Regions from separate parts of the Mus musculus genome. Here region 2 is linked to region 1. Evidence: chromatin contacts called from public HiChIP or PLAC-seq data. All regions are on one chromosome and are shown on one strand. Each heading gives the region's core, a stretch centred on a gene start, on an enhancer-like site or on the middle of the called end of the contact. The rest is flanking DNA. Distances are from core to core; before and after follow the strand shown.

Region 1 (6,997 bases), core at 3,357-5,856:
CAAACATAAATAATTTAGAAGGCAGATTGACAACATGATCGTTTAGAGAGACATTATCAGTAATTTCTCCCCTGGGGCCCATGACTTCTCTAAGCACACACTGAACTCGTTCCTGTGGAGCATGTGTCAAATCCCATCAGGAGGACCAGGTCACCTCATAAACAGTCTTGCCACTACTGCCACTGAGCCCATCTTGCCTGGCATACCCATACTGTAGCATCATGGACCACTGGCATCTTTTTCCCCAGCAGCGTCCTGCACACACCTTCCAGAACTATGAAAGCTAGCCAGAAGCAGAGTGCCCAGTCTTCTGGTCAGTCCAATATTGATTCCTATGTACGAAGTGTAAGATATCTTCAGCAAGAATGTGAGTCTTACCAATGACTTCTGGAACTCAGCAAGAGCAGTAGCAGTAGCCTGTTTTGTCTGGGGAGATTCTTGGGTCTCTGACCAATAAGTCATAGGCAGGTAACCTGTGTCTAGCACTGAGGTTTTATTTATATATATTTATCACAAATGTAATGCAGAGCTTTTATGAGAAATATTTATTTTATGTATATGAGTACACTGTCTTCAGACACACCAGAAGAAGGCATCACACCCCAGTACAGATGGTTGTAAGCTACCATGTGGTTGCTAGTAATTGAACTCAGGACCTCTGGAAGAACAGTCAGTGCTCCTAACCGCGGAGACATCTCTCCAGCCCCTGGCACTAAGGTTTTAATAACCCAGGTCTTCAAAGTGCAGCACTGGTCATTAATGTGGAGAACTTCTGTTCAAACTCCTTTAAAGATTATATTTTTAATCAGCTTATTAATGAATGGGGTTTCAGAAGACTACTTCACACATCCTTGGTTTAGATTAATAATTCCATACCCTCCTTCTCTCCACCCTCCTGTCCCTACCTCTTCCCTTCCCATTAGTTGCCAGTGGTCACCCCATCCTTTAATATCATATAACAGCTTCTTATAGTGTGTACTGGCTAAATCAGAGACACATCACTGTTAAAAGTGTGGGAAATGAGCAAATGGGGGTGCTCCAACATAGTCAGGACATTTATATCAGCCATCTTGCCAAGACTCAGGGAACGTGAGTGAAGAGGAAGGAGAGAATATATCAAGGAGGATGGCTGTAAAAGGCTTTGGGAGACCAGACTGTGGGAAAGCAGACCTGAACAGCTCCCACCCTGAGAATCAATTGACCCTTTGTTGGGAGCTGAGCCACCCCCTCCTTCACACAAGGCTGATCATGAGAACCAACTGACCCTGGTCTTGGCCAGACACCTGGGGCTGTTTGGGCGGAACCAGCATCCAAAGATAAGCCACAAGATGTTTCAAGCCTGCACCCAGCATCTGCCCCAGATGTCCGTCCCTCTCTCTGTGCTTTGATCATTCCCCCTCAGCCCCTCCCTATTTTCTCTCACTGTGTGCTTATAATCAGGCTCCCAGCCTCCATTAAAGTAGACCTTGATAAGCCTTTGCTTGGTCTCGCTCCCTTTTCTCGCCTGTTTCTCTTTCAGGCTTGGTCCCCCTCAATCTCCCAAATAACTAGGTCCCGTGGGTCCTGCAGGTCGGGATAAAAGACCGTCTCTAAATATGACGATTGTTACAACTGTAGTTCCCCACATAAAACCTGTACAAGACTGAGTCCGTTACAATTCCCTGCATGCAGGGCGGCTGGGCTCCCTGGGTACTTGGCACAAACCATCCTTTGATCTGGACGGCCCCAACTCAGAGTGGGGACGTTGGCCTGGTTCTCTTCACATGACACAAATGGAGGTCTACAGTGCTGCCTTCACTTTTCCAGACAGGGTTTTTCTATGTAGCCCTGGCTGTCCTGGAACTCACTCCGTAGACCAGGTTGGCCTCAAACTCAGAAATCTGGCTGTTCTGCTCTGCCAAGACTAGGTAGTCAAGGCAACCTCAAATAGTCCTTGAACATCCACATAACCGCATAAGCAGGTTACAGAAGCCAAAAAGCAATTACTCGTAACATAGCAAGTATATCGTCACGGCTGGACATTTCTGGGTTGGAAGGTCACTGAGTCAGTATTGCTGATAACTTATCTTCCAGGAAAGAGACAAAAAGCTAGTGAATACCAAGATGGACAGATGCCTAGCATAAAATGGAGTTTCTTCAGCCATCACAATAGCAAAAGAAAAGTAATTAACACAGCGGTACACAGGCCTGTGGTTACAACATTTTGAGAGGTAGGAAAAGGAGATCAAGAATTCAAGTTCCTGGAGGGGGGGGTGATAAAAATAATCAAGATACATCACATACAAATACAGAATCATCAGCTTACATAAAAATATTCTGGTTTTGTTGTTAGGTGTTCTAGTTTGTTTGTTTTGAGACAGGATTTCCTTGTGTAACCGTGGCTATCCTCGAACTTTTTTAGTCCAGGCTGGCCTTGAACTCAGAGATCTGCCTGCCTCTGCCTCTGCCTCCAGTGCTAGGGTTAAAGGTGCATATCACAAAGCCCAGCAAAAGATAAAAATATTAAATAATAATAATAAAGTAGTAACTGTGCATCGAGGAGCAGTTCAAAGCTAGCCCGGTCTGTGAGGCCAAGGCTAGCCCGGTCTGTGAGGTCAGGTGAGCTAGAGCTACATAGTAAGAGCCTGTCTCAAAATAAATAGGTGCTGGAGAGATGATGGCTTGGTGGCTGAGAGTACTTGCTGCTCTTGCAGACGACCTAGATGCAAATCCCAGGACCTTCTTGACGGCTAAGAACTGTCTTTAACTCCAGTTCCAGTGCCTTCTTCTGGCCTTCTCAGTCACTGCATACATGGTATACACATACACACACACACATGCAAATAAAACACCTATACACATAAAATAAAAAGAAATCTTCAAAAAATAAAAAAACACATTTTAATTAAAAATTTAAAGGTCATAAAGATCATACAATGCTTCCTTCATTTTTCCAGACAGGGTTTCTCTGTGTAGCCCTGGCTGTCCTGGAACTCACTCTGTAGACCAAGCTGGCCTCGAACTCAGAAATCCACCTGCCTCTGCCTCCAGTGCTAGGGCTAAAGGCACATATCACATATTACATAACAATTGTGAGGCCAAACTGGACTATAAGAGATCCTGTCTCAAAAAAACATAGTACTTAAGAGAGTTAATAGAAATCTGTCTCTGTATACTCTAAAAACAAAAGATAACTTATGGTAGGGTTTACCTTTAATCCCAGCACTCAGGAGACAGAGACAGGCTGATTTCTATGAGTTCAAGGCTAGCTTGGTCTATGTATGGAGTGAGACACTGACTGTAAAAAATATAGAAAAGTATTCAGCAACCTGAAGGAACTATTTATAACATATATCACAGGGTTTTGATACATCAAAAGTTCTTCCAAATCAAGTTTTACAAAGATTTATACCAAGTTTAAAAGTGAGCTAAAAGGCCAGGCTCACCCTGGTAGACCAAGCCACGTGAGAGGCTGGGGTAAGCGGATCACTTAACCCCTTAAATTAGAAGCCAGCATGGACCATGTGGTGGAAATTAAAAATCAAAATCCTAAGGTACTGGGTTCCACCTCTAGTGCTGCCAAAACAAAAGGTAAGCGGGGAAGAGAAATTACAAAATAAGAGAAATGGACCCAGGAAACTGAAATCCCACAGAAGAAAGCCACACCGGTGTTAGAGATCCTAAAATCTGATTAGCTTAGTAGATTACATAATTGTGGCTAAATGGAAAGTGACAGGTTTGAAGCCAAATTACCTTGGCCTATCTTTAGTCTCCTTAATGGACTGGCCACTGTATGGGCCCGTGATTGATATAACATTTACAGGACCGTCAGGTAAATTCTTTTGCAAGCACCGACAGACCCTCACTTCCACCCACCTGAAGCACTTGGGGCCTGTAGATTTTCCTGTTTTGCTGTAACCCGCTTGGTATCTGACGGCACAGCTTACATACTTTACAAGTAGCTTGATTTGTGACTTATTTGTTCTGCGACTATTAAAACTTTACAAAACGTTTACCACGTTGGAACATGATATTTGAGGTAAGATAAATCTGTGTTCCAGGCCACGGTCATTCATATTTAGTTCCAGGATAAACTCTTCCTGTGAGAGCCCTGGTTTTGGGAGGTTTGTTTGTTTGTTTGTTTGTTTGTTTTGCATGACACTAATAAAGCTATTATAGCTTCTTACCCTTCTTAGCAACAAAGAATTTACAATTAAAAATGCCAGTTTTAACAATCAAACTCAAAAATAACAGCTATAATTCTACCACCTGAGTGTCTTAGCCTGTTGTTGGCTTGGAAATACTGTACACCAAACACAGTTTTTGTGCTCGCATTTAGTTTTTGCAAGAAGCACCACCATGTATAAAACCAAGTTAACAGGGACACTCTGTCCCCAGTCCTCTCCCTTCCTGGCACTGCGGCAAAAAGCAGGGTCAGCTATAAATTCCTTCAGCCGCCTGGGTTCCAGCTTCTCTGCGATCTAGACCTCCCAGGCGCCCTTGGCCCAAGTACGCATGCGCGCAACTGGTGCCCCGCCCCGAACCCTGCCATTCCGCCGGCTTTTCCACAGTGCCAAGTACTACGCGTGCGCACACCCGAACTAGCCATCCCAGGAGGCCCCGCGTGGTTTCCATGGCGACGCCCGCGCTTCCTTAAGTCCAGGGTGGAGGCAGCTGCGGGAGCAGCGCGGAGCAGGTAACGGCCTTGGCGCCGCCGCCGCCCCCAGCAGTGGTGGTCTCATCAGCCCGCGTCCGCCTCCCCGGAGCCGCTGGACAGGCCCCTTCCGAGGCCCGGCGCCGCGGGTTCTCTCCGTCCGCTCTATCCTCCGACCTGGCCTTGCCTCGGCGGAGCTGGTAACGTAGCCCCCCGGCGCCTCCCTGCCCGGGAGCAGCGCACACCCATCCGGGAGGATGCGCCGCCGGTGGGATCGCTGATCAGTGTCCCCCTCCACCTCCAAAGTGCAGAGAGCGAGAACGGGTCCCAAGCCTCGGTGCTTCGGAACCCCGAAGCATTCGCTACCCGGCTGGTGCTTTTCCTTCCAACCCTGGCACGCCCCGCGGGGCGTCTGCATCCTTCTGAAACGCTTCACTTGTTTTCCACCCACAGCTCGGCTGTGGGGCTCTTTGTCAACCCACCTCACTATGAGTGCTTTAAGATTTTGTTGTTTTCTTGACAACAGTTAACTCGTTTCGGGCCAGCCTTTTTTGGCGGAGTGTGACACCGGACTTGTTTTCTGTCTGCACAAATCACATAGATGGAGTCATCCCGTTCCAAAGGCTCAATGCCCACGTAAATGCCGCTGAGCCCATAATGTGTATATCAGCCCCGGCCCTTCTCCGAACACCATACGGTGAACTCAGCAGCCTGACCCTGTCTACCAGATGCCTAAGGCGTTTTCCATGCCAGCTTGTCCAAGGTGTCTGATAACCCCGCAGCCAGGCTCCTCTAAGATGCATACATAATCCATCCAGTTGCTGAAAACTTCATTCTTCTTCCACTCATCCGCACTTTTGTATCTAGTTTGACTTTACCAGCACATCCTTACAAAATACACCCAGAATAGATTCAACGGTACCATTTCTCCCAAATGGCAGTCAGTGCCTGGATTATTCCAGAAATGCCTTGCATTTCCCTGATAATATCCTTTCTCTACTTGAGCATGGTCGGTTTTTACTAATAAGATTTTATGGCCGGGCAGTGGTGGCGCACGCCTTTATGAAAACTTTAGTAAGAAATAAACACTGGAAAAAATAGTCAGGGGAGCTAGAGATGATGACCTGTCAACTTCCTCTGAATTACAGTCTAATGCTTTACAGTCACTTAGTAGAGGCAGAAAGAAAGCAAACAGGCACAACTTGCCCCAGCCCCCAAGGCAAGACTTTGCAATATCCAGAGACTGGAAACTAAGTAATGTATGAAATTGATAAATGATCAAAACCCACAAAAGTAACTAACCATCCAAAGGTTGGGCTTGACTCTTTCATGTTGCAACTCTTAAAGGCGTGTGTGTGCGTGTGTGTGTGTGTGTGTGTGTGTGTCTGTCTGTCTGTCTGTCTGTCTGTGTATGTCTGTGTGTGTGTCTGCCTGTCTGTCTGACCAACTAACTCAGAAAAGAAAAATGTGTGTTTCACTGGTGCTTTTTTTTTTTAATCATTTTTGAGACAGCATCTCAATATATAATTCTGACTGGTCTGAAATTTTCTGTGTAGACAAGGCTGGCCCCAAGCCTGGAGACACCCCCACCCCCACACACCCACATCCACTTCCAGAGTGCTGGGATTAAAGGTGTTCTTCACTATGCCTAGCTCGCTTGTAAATTTTAGAGTTGGGCTTTAGAACTCGTTGAGAAATCATCTAATTTCTTGTTTTAGGCAGCTGAGGCCAAATAGCTGATTATATTGACAAAGCTGGAGTGTAAATCCAGATACCTTGCCAAAGTCTCACTTTTATTTTTCTTCTGCCTCTCAATCCATGTTAATTCTTTTCCTCTCTAAACAGTGTTTCACTGCGTAGCCCTGGCTGTCCTAGAAATCACTCTGTAGAGCAGACTAGCCTCAAATTCAGAGATCTGCCTGCCTCTGCCTTCAGAGTGCTGAGATTGCAGGCGTGGAATGCCCAGCCATCAGTGTTAATACTTAATTTCCCTTTGTCAGGATTTAGAGGGATCAAACTTTTGAATCAAAACTTTGGTAAGTATTAGACTGCTTTCTTTGAAATCCTGGGCTCTTGGCCCCTCACCTGTACAGTGCAGTGTGCATGAACCAAGGGAAGAACTTTACTGGCTGTGTGCTTTTTCCAGCAGATGCTCTGCCCTCTGCCTTACTTACTAAAGGGCTCTAAGAACTCTTTATAAATCTCCCTGTCTGTAGCATGCCACTTACACTCTTGTTTGTTATACAGAAGTTTTTGTTTAAATACCATCAGTTTTGTCCACTGTCTCCTTCACCAGCCTGGGCTCTGTGCCTCTCCAAATCTTGTGTTTTCATGTAAGATACTTTTCTTTTTTTTTTCCATTTT
Region 2 (6,997 bases), core at 1,335-3,834, 130 kb before region 1:
CCCACGCCTCCATGAGTGTCAGGGACCCTGTGGAGGAAACGCACCATGGCTGACTTTCGGTGCAAAGGCATAGTGCTCTGAGATCTAAGCCATGTCCAGCTGGAGGCTCTAACATATCAGCAAGGGGGTCTCAGAAATCACCACCAAGGGTACAAAAAAGCATTCTGAGATCACATGTGTAGATATGGACGCTCGTTAGGAGGAGCCTTCAGGACTAACTCCTGAGCAAGGCCGTATAGCAGACAGCTTGTGCTACCATAGGATGTTTCCTATGGAGCCACGCCCACCTTTCAGTCAGTCTTCTAAACCCAATTTCCCTGGAGCTTGCAAAGGCTCAGTGGGCTCATTGGAGCTGGCATTACTTCCCCGCCCCCCATGCTGATTAACTTGGAAACCTTAGAGCAACCACAGGCTCCGAGTCTCACCACAGGAGGCTTCTGTGAGCCCATCCACCATTGGCTTTGCTCTTCCCATCATATGTCAAGACGGAGCTGACCTGGTGCCTTCACCACAGGCTCCTGTGACAGCATCTGAGAAGGTGGCAGGTTAACCACGTAGGAAAACCCTGCCTTAGCATCCGATCTCCACACACCCAGACCTGACAGGGCAGGGACAAGGGCAGTCGGTCCTTCTAAGACCCGGTCTTGACTGTCTGCTCAGGTGATCACAACCACATTTTTGAGACTCTGTGTTTCTCTTCCCTGTTTTTGGAAATCTAGCTTAGGTAGGTCCTGGAACCCTGAGTCTGGTTAGCGTCTACCAGTATAAACCCTGTGTGCCCCCTCCCCAATACCACCTGGGCCATTGAGCTCACTGAAAACAAACAAGCCATCAGCCATGCACAAGGCTCTTGATGATATACACATGCATATTTCTTTCTACACTGTGGATGCAAAGGTATGGGATTTTAAAGTGTCTCTAAACACTCCACCCTCAATGGAAGAAAGGATTTGCTTTGAGGGTTTCCAGCTTCAGGGGGTGCAATCCACGGTCATCTGGCTTCTGCTAGGTGCTAACTAACACAGCTTGAAAGTCTTCACTAGGCACTGGTGGTCCCATCTCCAGAATAGCTCCTTGTGTTGGCCTGAGTCCTGCCACAGTTCTGGAAGTGTTCTTCAGCCCGACTGCTTCAGACTCATTCTCTACAGCTAGCCTCAAGTCTGAAATGAGGCATCTCTTGCAGGGGCCTCTAATCCCTCTTGTTTGAGTCCCACAGGGTAGGCAGCAAGGGTCTGCATGATGAAAGACCACCCACGGTGTCTAGGATTATAACCTAGATGACAGTAAGGGAGGGTCTCCAAGAGAGAACAAACCATGTGCCAAACCTAGTATCTCCCAGTCCGGTTCTAGACAAAGCTTCCAGCCGACCAACAGACCCTGTGTATGCATCTCCTCTCAGCAGCACCCACTTCTCTGGTTCTAGACTGTAGTCTCCCCTCCCCCAGCCTGAAACCTGCTTGCTCAGGGGTGGAGCTTCCTGCTCATTCGTTCTGCCACGCCCACTGCTAAAACCTGCTGAGCCACACACGTGCACCTTTCTACTGGATTATTCGGCAGGAATCGGGTCCCCTCCCCCTTCCTTCATAACTGAGTGCCGTAACAGTAAAATTTGAGCTTTGATCAGAATAACTGTCTTGGCTACATTTCTTTCTCTCGCCACCTAGCCCCTCTTCTCTTCCAGGTTTCCAAAATGCCTTTCCAGGCTAAAACCCAGGTTGTGGTCTGCTGGCCGAACACAACACTAGACCCCATTGCTCAAGTGTTTTGCCTCATTCCATACCTGCCTCAGCAGGAGGGAACCCCTACGATAGCTTAAAGTCACTGTCAGAAGGTGTAATTATTACTGTACTGGGGATTGCTGTAGAGTGGGTATCTCACTCTACAACAAAATCATTGCACAACAGAGTCTTTTTGTTTTGGGCTTGTTTCTTCAGTTTTTAGAAACTTTAAATTTTTGTGCATGGCCATGGAAATATATTCACAGGCTACAAAGAAAGAACAGGAGTCCCAGTGAAACTGAGATTTGAGCTTTTCTTCAACTGCTCTCTGCTTGTTCTGTGCACGGCCAGGGAGGCTTTCAAATTAGCAAAACATCATGAAAACTGCTGATTCATGCTCCACAGCCAGGAGTGTTATTCCTGCATTGGTGCACAATTTCTGTTGCTTTCTCCCCCCACCCCCACCCCGGAATGTAAGCATCATTTTCAATCCTTTGCTAAGGCAAGCCATGTTCCTGTTAGCAGTCCTTATATGTCATTTCATTGGTGCTGGCAAACGCCAGCAAAGGGAGAGGGGGGGTTGGCCACCAGCATGGGGGGTGGGGGTGGGGATCATTAGCTCAGAGGATAATGGGAGTGTAAGACTGCTTGGCTATCGCTAACACCCTACACACCTTCTCAGAGGAACGCTTAGGGTGGTTTCCATGATGACAACTTGATCAAATCAGATCGATTTCCCCCGTGATCCCTTTCTCTGTATGATTCCAAAGTACTGTTGGCAAACCTGGAACTCACACAAAGTTGGAAGGACAAGTGGAGCAGGCACTGCCCTCACTGCAGGTTGCCATGGTCACCACCAACAGCAGCAGCCAGAGAGAGACCTGGCAATGGGTTCCAGCCCCAGCTTCCTCCCCACTGCCTCAGCCACACGCACAGCTCCACGGCCACAATGAACCTGCACCTGCACCTCCAAGGCCCTGGCTCCCCTTGCAGCTGAAGCACATGGCTTTTCAGTGTGGAGGCTGCCAATTCACCTCTGATCCGTTAGCTCTGCCTCCTCAAGCTCCTGCTAAGGTGGCAGGAGCCCATTCCTCCAGTGAACTCCTTTCCCACGCCCCGTGGGTCTGTCTCGCCCTAGAAAAGAGAAGTGTGATGTGGGAAAATGACCTCTGCTCGCCATAGGAGGTCAGAGAGGTTCATTTAGGCTTGGGGGTAAGAAAACCTGTGAAACCCTGACCTCTGACAATGCAGGCCCAAGCTAACTTTACATGTCTCATTTCTTGTGTACTGGTCAGAGCTTGCCCAGAGGTGCCATGAGAGATCGTCCTCAGAGTGGGCAGGGCTGTCTATGCTGGAAAGTTGTGGCCAGCTATTGCATGATTTAGACTAGGGGTGGGAAGTAGTTCGGTTTGTTTTGCTCTCTCTTTTCTTTTTTAGCTTGAATTCAAGAACATTCGTCTCTGAAGGTGCAAACCAGGTGCCTGTGGACACCTTGGGTTGTGTTCTTAAGGTGCCCAAATAAAGCATAGTCATGACTAGTTAATACCTCATATTGTAGGCAATAAAGCCCACAAGGCCTCAATCCCAGACAAAGAGCTACAGGCAACTAGAGAATGCTGAGAGTGGGGGAAATAGCCTTCCTCAGGAAGAGCACACAACTGGTTCTCCAATACCAACTAGAAACAGACATGCAAATCCTATCACATGGGTTGAGCAGGTTTACTTTATGTTTTTAGGAAAAAACATATTACTGATTATATAATATATTCTTAATTAAGAAGGAAGGGAGATGTGATACAACTGTATTATAATTCCCACCCAATTTTTTTTAATATACACAACAGATAGAGATCTGGAGCCACTGGTCCTACTGCCCCTTGTTCAGCTTCTGCCAGCTCTAACTGCCACCCCTCCAAGCTTCCACACACATCTGCCCCACAAATTAGAACCTGTCTATGCCCTATCCGCTCCTGCTTTATGACAACCACTTACCTTGCCTAAGTCATCTTGGTAGTTGGGAAGGGAAGCTCTGGCAACCATCGTTTCCTGTGTTTCTGGCTAACACAAACATCCTGGTTCCTATGGTTATTTCAGAGATCTCAGCTACCCTCTCCACAGGCCACAGGTCTACTTCTGGCTCTTAAGTGAGCCCCTCCCTCTAATGAAAAGCTCATCTACTGGTTCACTGCTGCACAGAATACCAAAACAGGGCCCTCTTAAAGACGGGATTCTGCCCTTCCCCTATGAAGTTCGACTTTTGCTATAGGCTTTCTGTACACACTAGTTAAGGTTTACAGTTACAGTCTACAGGAACCAAGTCTCTCTAGACTCATAACAGATCCACAGCAGCAGAGTGGTATCAGGTAGAACAGGAAATCCATGTAAGTCCGGCAAAATGGCTCAGAGTGGGTCAGAGTCAGTAGAACCCAGAGAACAAGGAACATTCCAGAACGTCCCAGGAAAAGCACCAAAAGATGCTTCTGCTCCTGTAGTCAGAGATAACCCCAGACCCAACTTCTGTCCTGTGGAGCCTGACATCTCAGGCTAACGGTCATTGATTAGCCAGGAACAAATCAAAGCCTTCAGAAGACAAAGTAAGGGAAGCCTGAGAGGGCCTTGACCTGAGGCTTCTCAGCATTTATGAGAATACAGTCTTTTCTTTATAAATATCTCAGCCTCAGGTATACTGTTACAGCAATGCAGAGGGCCTAGACACCTCTCCCAAAAGTGCTTGATTCTAGATGAACCATGTGACAAAGGTCTGGCCAGTGAGGAAAGGAATCATGTTCAGTCTACCCATCTGGTTCCCAGAGAGAGGAACAGGCTATTCTCTTGACCAATTTATCTTTCTTACTTGTGGGAATAGATTATAAAGATTTTTTTCTGTTGTCATATTCTTGATTTCTAAGTTCTTTCTCTGTTCTCTAGCTGTTTTTAATGTTTTACTTAGTAATATTGTATGTGTGATATGTGAGGCTGTGAAGACACATGTATGTGCCACAGAATACATCCTGTGTGTCCTGTGTATGCGTGTGTATGTGTATGTATGTATGAATGTGTGTGTATGTTTGTTTATGGTATGTGTAGTATGTTTGTGTATGTATGTGGTATGTGTAGTATGTTTGTGTATGTATGTAGTGTGTGTGGTATGTGTGGTGTGTATGTGTGTGTGTGTGGTGTGATGTGGTGTGTGTGTGTGTATGTATATATGTGGTGTGTGTGTGTGTGTGTGTGTGTGTGTGTGTGCGTGTGTGTGTGTGCAGACGCACACATTTGGAAGTCAGAGGATGACATCTGTTAATCACGTCTCTCCTTCCATTGTATGGGTCCCAGGAATCAAACTCAAGGCCTTAGGCTTAGGTGGCAAACCCCTTTACCCACTGTGCCACACTGCCAGCCGGAATTCTCGTTCTTTTTTTTTTTTTTTTTTTTTTTTTGTGCAAGACAGGGTTCTCTGTAGCCCTGGCTGTCCTGGAACTCCCTTTGTAGATCAGGCTGGCCTCAAACTCAGAAATCCACTGCCTCTACCTCCCGAGTGCTGGGATTAAAGGCATGTGCCACCACGCCTGGCCTCCGTATTCTCATTCTTAAACACTTCCTCTGCTTGTACTCTTCATGTCCTTTCCATTGCTGCAATAAACGCAACCAGAAGCAACTTGAAGAGAATGTTTCCGCTTCCAACCCTTGGTCACATTGCATCCCTGAAGGAAGTCAGAGCAGGAAACTGGGCGCAAGGACTGAAGCAAAGGCTGTGGAGGAGTACTGCTCACTGGCTTGCTCCTCACAGCTTGGTCAGTTTGCTTTCTTATACAACCCAGGACCAGGGTTTGCCCTGCCCATAGTAAGCTGGACTTGAGCACATCAATCATTAATTAAGAAAAGTCCCTAAGGATTTGCCCACAGGCCAGGCTGATGGAGTTAATTCCTCAACTGAAGTTCCCTCTCCTTAGATGATCCTAACTTGTGCCAAGTTGACAAAAAAACTAACCAACACATTGACCCCTTGCCAAGTCAACGCACAAATACATCACTCATAACCTTTCTTTTTTAATTATCCCCAAGATCTTATGTAAGTAATATGATATAAAATGGTATAACTTTAAAACTCTCATGGGGTTTAAATTTTCAGCACTTAAAATCCAAGTTCTCTGTTTTAAAAGGTTTTAAAAGTCCAAAGTCTCTCATCACAGGCTCCTGTAAAATCAAACATAAGTTAAACAGTGCTAGAGAAATGAGAGAGATGGTTCAGTGGTTAAGAGCACTGGCTGATCTTGCAGAGGAACCAGGTTTCATCCCCAGCATGCACTTGGCAGCTCACAACCACTGTCTATAACTCCAGTTCTAGGAGATCCGGGGTCTCTTAGCTTCTGCAGGCAGTGTATATGTGTGGTGCACATACATGTATGTAGACAAACATAAAATAAAATAAATTTCAGGTGGGGGTGTGTAGAAATGTCTCAGTATAAGAGTAATTACTGCTCTTCCAGAGGACCTGAGTTTAGTTCCCAGCACACCCATAATAGGTAGCTTTACCAGTTCTTATAATTCTAGCTTACCATGCTCTTCTGACCTCAGAGGGCAACTGTACACACACACACACACACACACACACACACACACACGCATGAGAACACACACATGCACACATGCACACAATTAAGTTACATGTTTCTCATTCCAGAAAGGAAGGACCAAGGCAAAACCAAATGGAGCAGCATAAATACCTTAGTGTCTTCTGGTGTCTGAGGCTCCTTGATCATGAGAACCCAGGATCTACTGGGTTCTCCTCTGTCTCACTCTGCCATCTGCACATGTGGCTTCCTTCTAAGCTCAGCCGAGTGTGTAGTTCCACTACATATCTTCTGCCATACTTGATGGGCATCTGACATCTCCATTGTCCTAGGGTCTCCACGGGCTGCACCTTCATAAATGGCTTCCTGGCCTCTCTTCAGGGACTCCCACTTTGCCACACAGCCCAAGCCTCGTCTGTTCTCCATAACCCTACAGTCCTGGGATTTTCACTGTTACTGAGACTGTTTCTTCATCAGTGTCCTCTCCAGGCCTCCCCCTGTGCAAAGACTCAGCTGCCTTCCATGACCCCCTCCATTCTGCAGTTCAGCTGCCAGCATCAGATGCACCCTTGGTCCCCTCTGGGCCCATCACCATCACCAGGGAGAGAGGGAAAGAGGGAAAGAGAGAGGGAAAGAGGCAGGGAGGGAGGGAGGGATATAGTGAGGAGGGAAGAGAAGAAGGGAGGGATAGAAGGAGGAATAGAGGAA

Evidence for each region. HiChIP or PLAC-seq counts read pairs in DNA pulled down with a chosen protein or histone mark.
Region 2: an H3K4me3 HiChIP or PLAC-seq map of the SCID.adh cell line shows a contact between it and region 1, with 11 read pairs. The contact joins the enhancer-like site here to the promoter of Lca5l in region 1. A contact is called at or near these places in 11 of 39 promoter capture datasets (the 3T3-L1 cell line, 3T3-L1-derived adipocytes, cranial neural crest and 6 more), 2 of 484 Hi-C or Micro-C datasets (B cells and bone marrow-derived macrophages), 7 of 115 datasets of contacts at active chromatin or transcription factors (the SCID.adh cell line, embryonic stem cells, forebrain and 2 more) and 4 of 9 other capture datasets (adipose tissue, embryonic stem cells, liver and 1 more).

The regions. Positions count from the first base shown.
Region 1 is chr16:96,189,866-96,196,862 of GRCm38.p6, reverse strand. It overlaps Lca5l (Leber congenital amaurosis 5-like), which reads left to right and starts at 4,606. Exons shown (of 11, transcript NM_001001492.2): 1 at 4,606-4,675.
Region 2 is chr16:96,321,913-96,328,909 of GRCm38.p6, reverse strand. No RefSeq gene overlaps it. Among named protein-coding and RNA genes, the nearest start is that of Gm41510, 27 kb to the left of the region's middle. Within about 2 kb of position 2,584, at least 59 of the 459 cell types and tissues checked have an H3K27ac peak or open chromatin away from gene starts, as enhancers often do. A contact at or near this core is called in the SCID.adh cell line, embryonic stem cells, forebrain and 3 more, where this site is marked.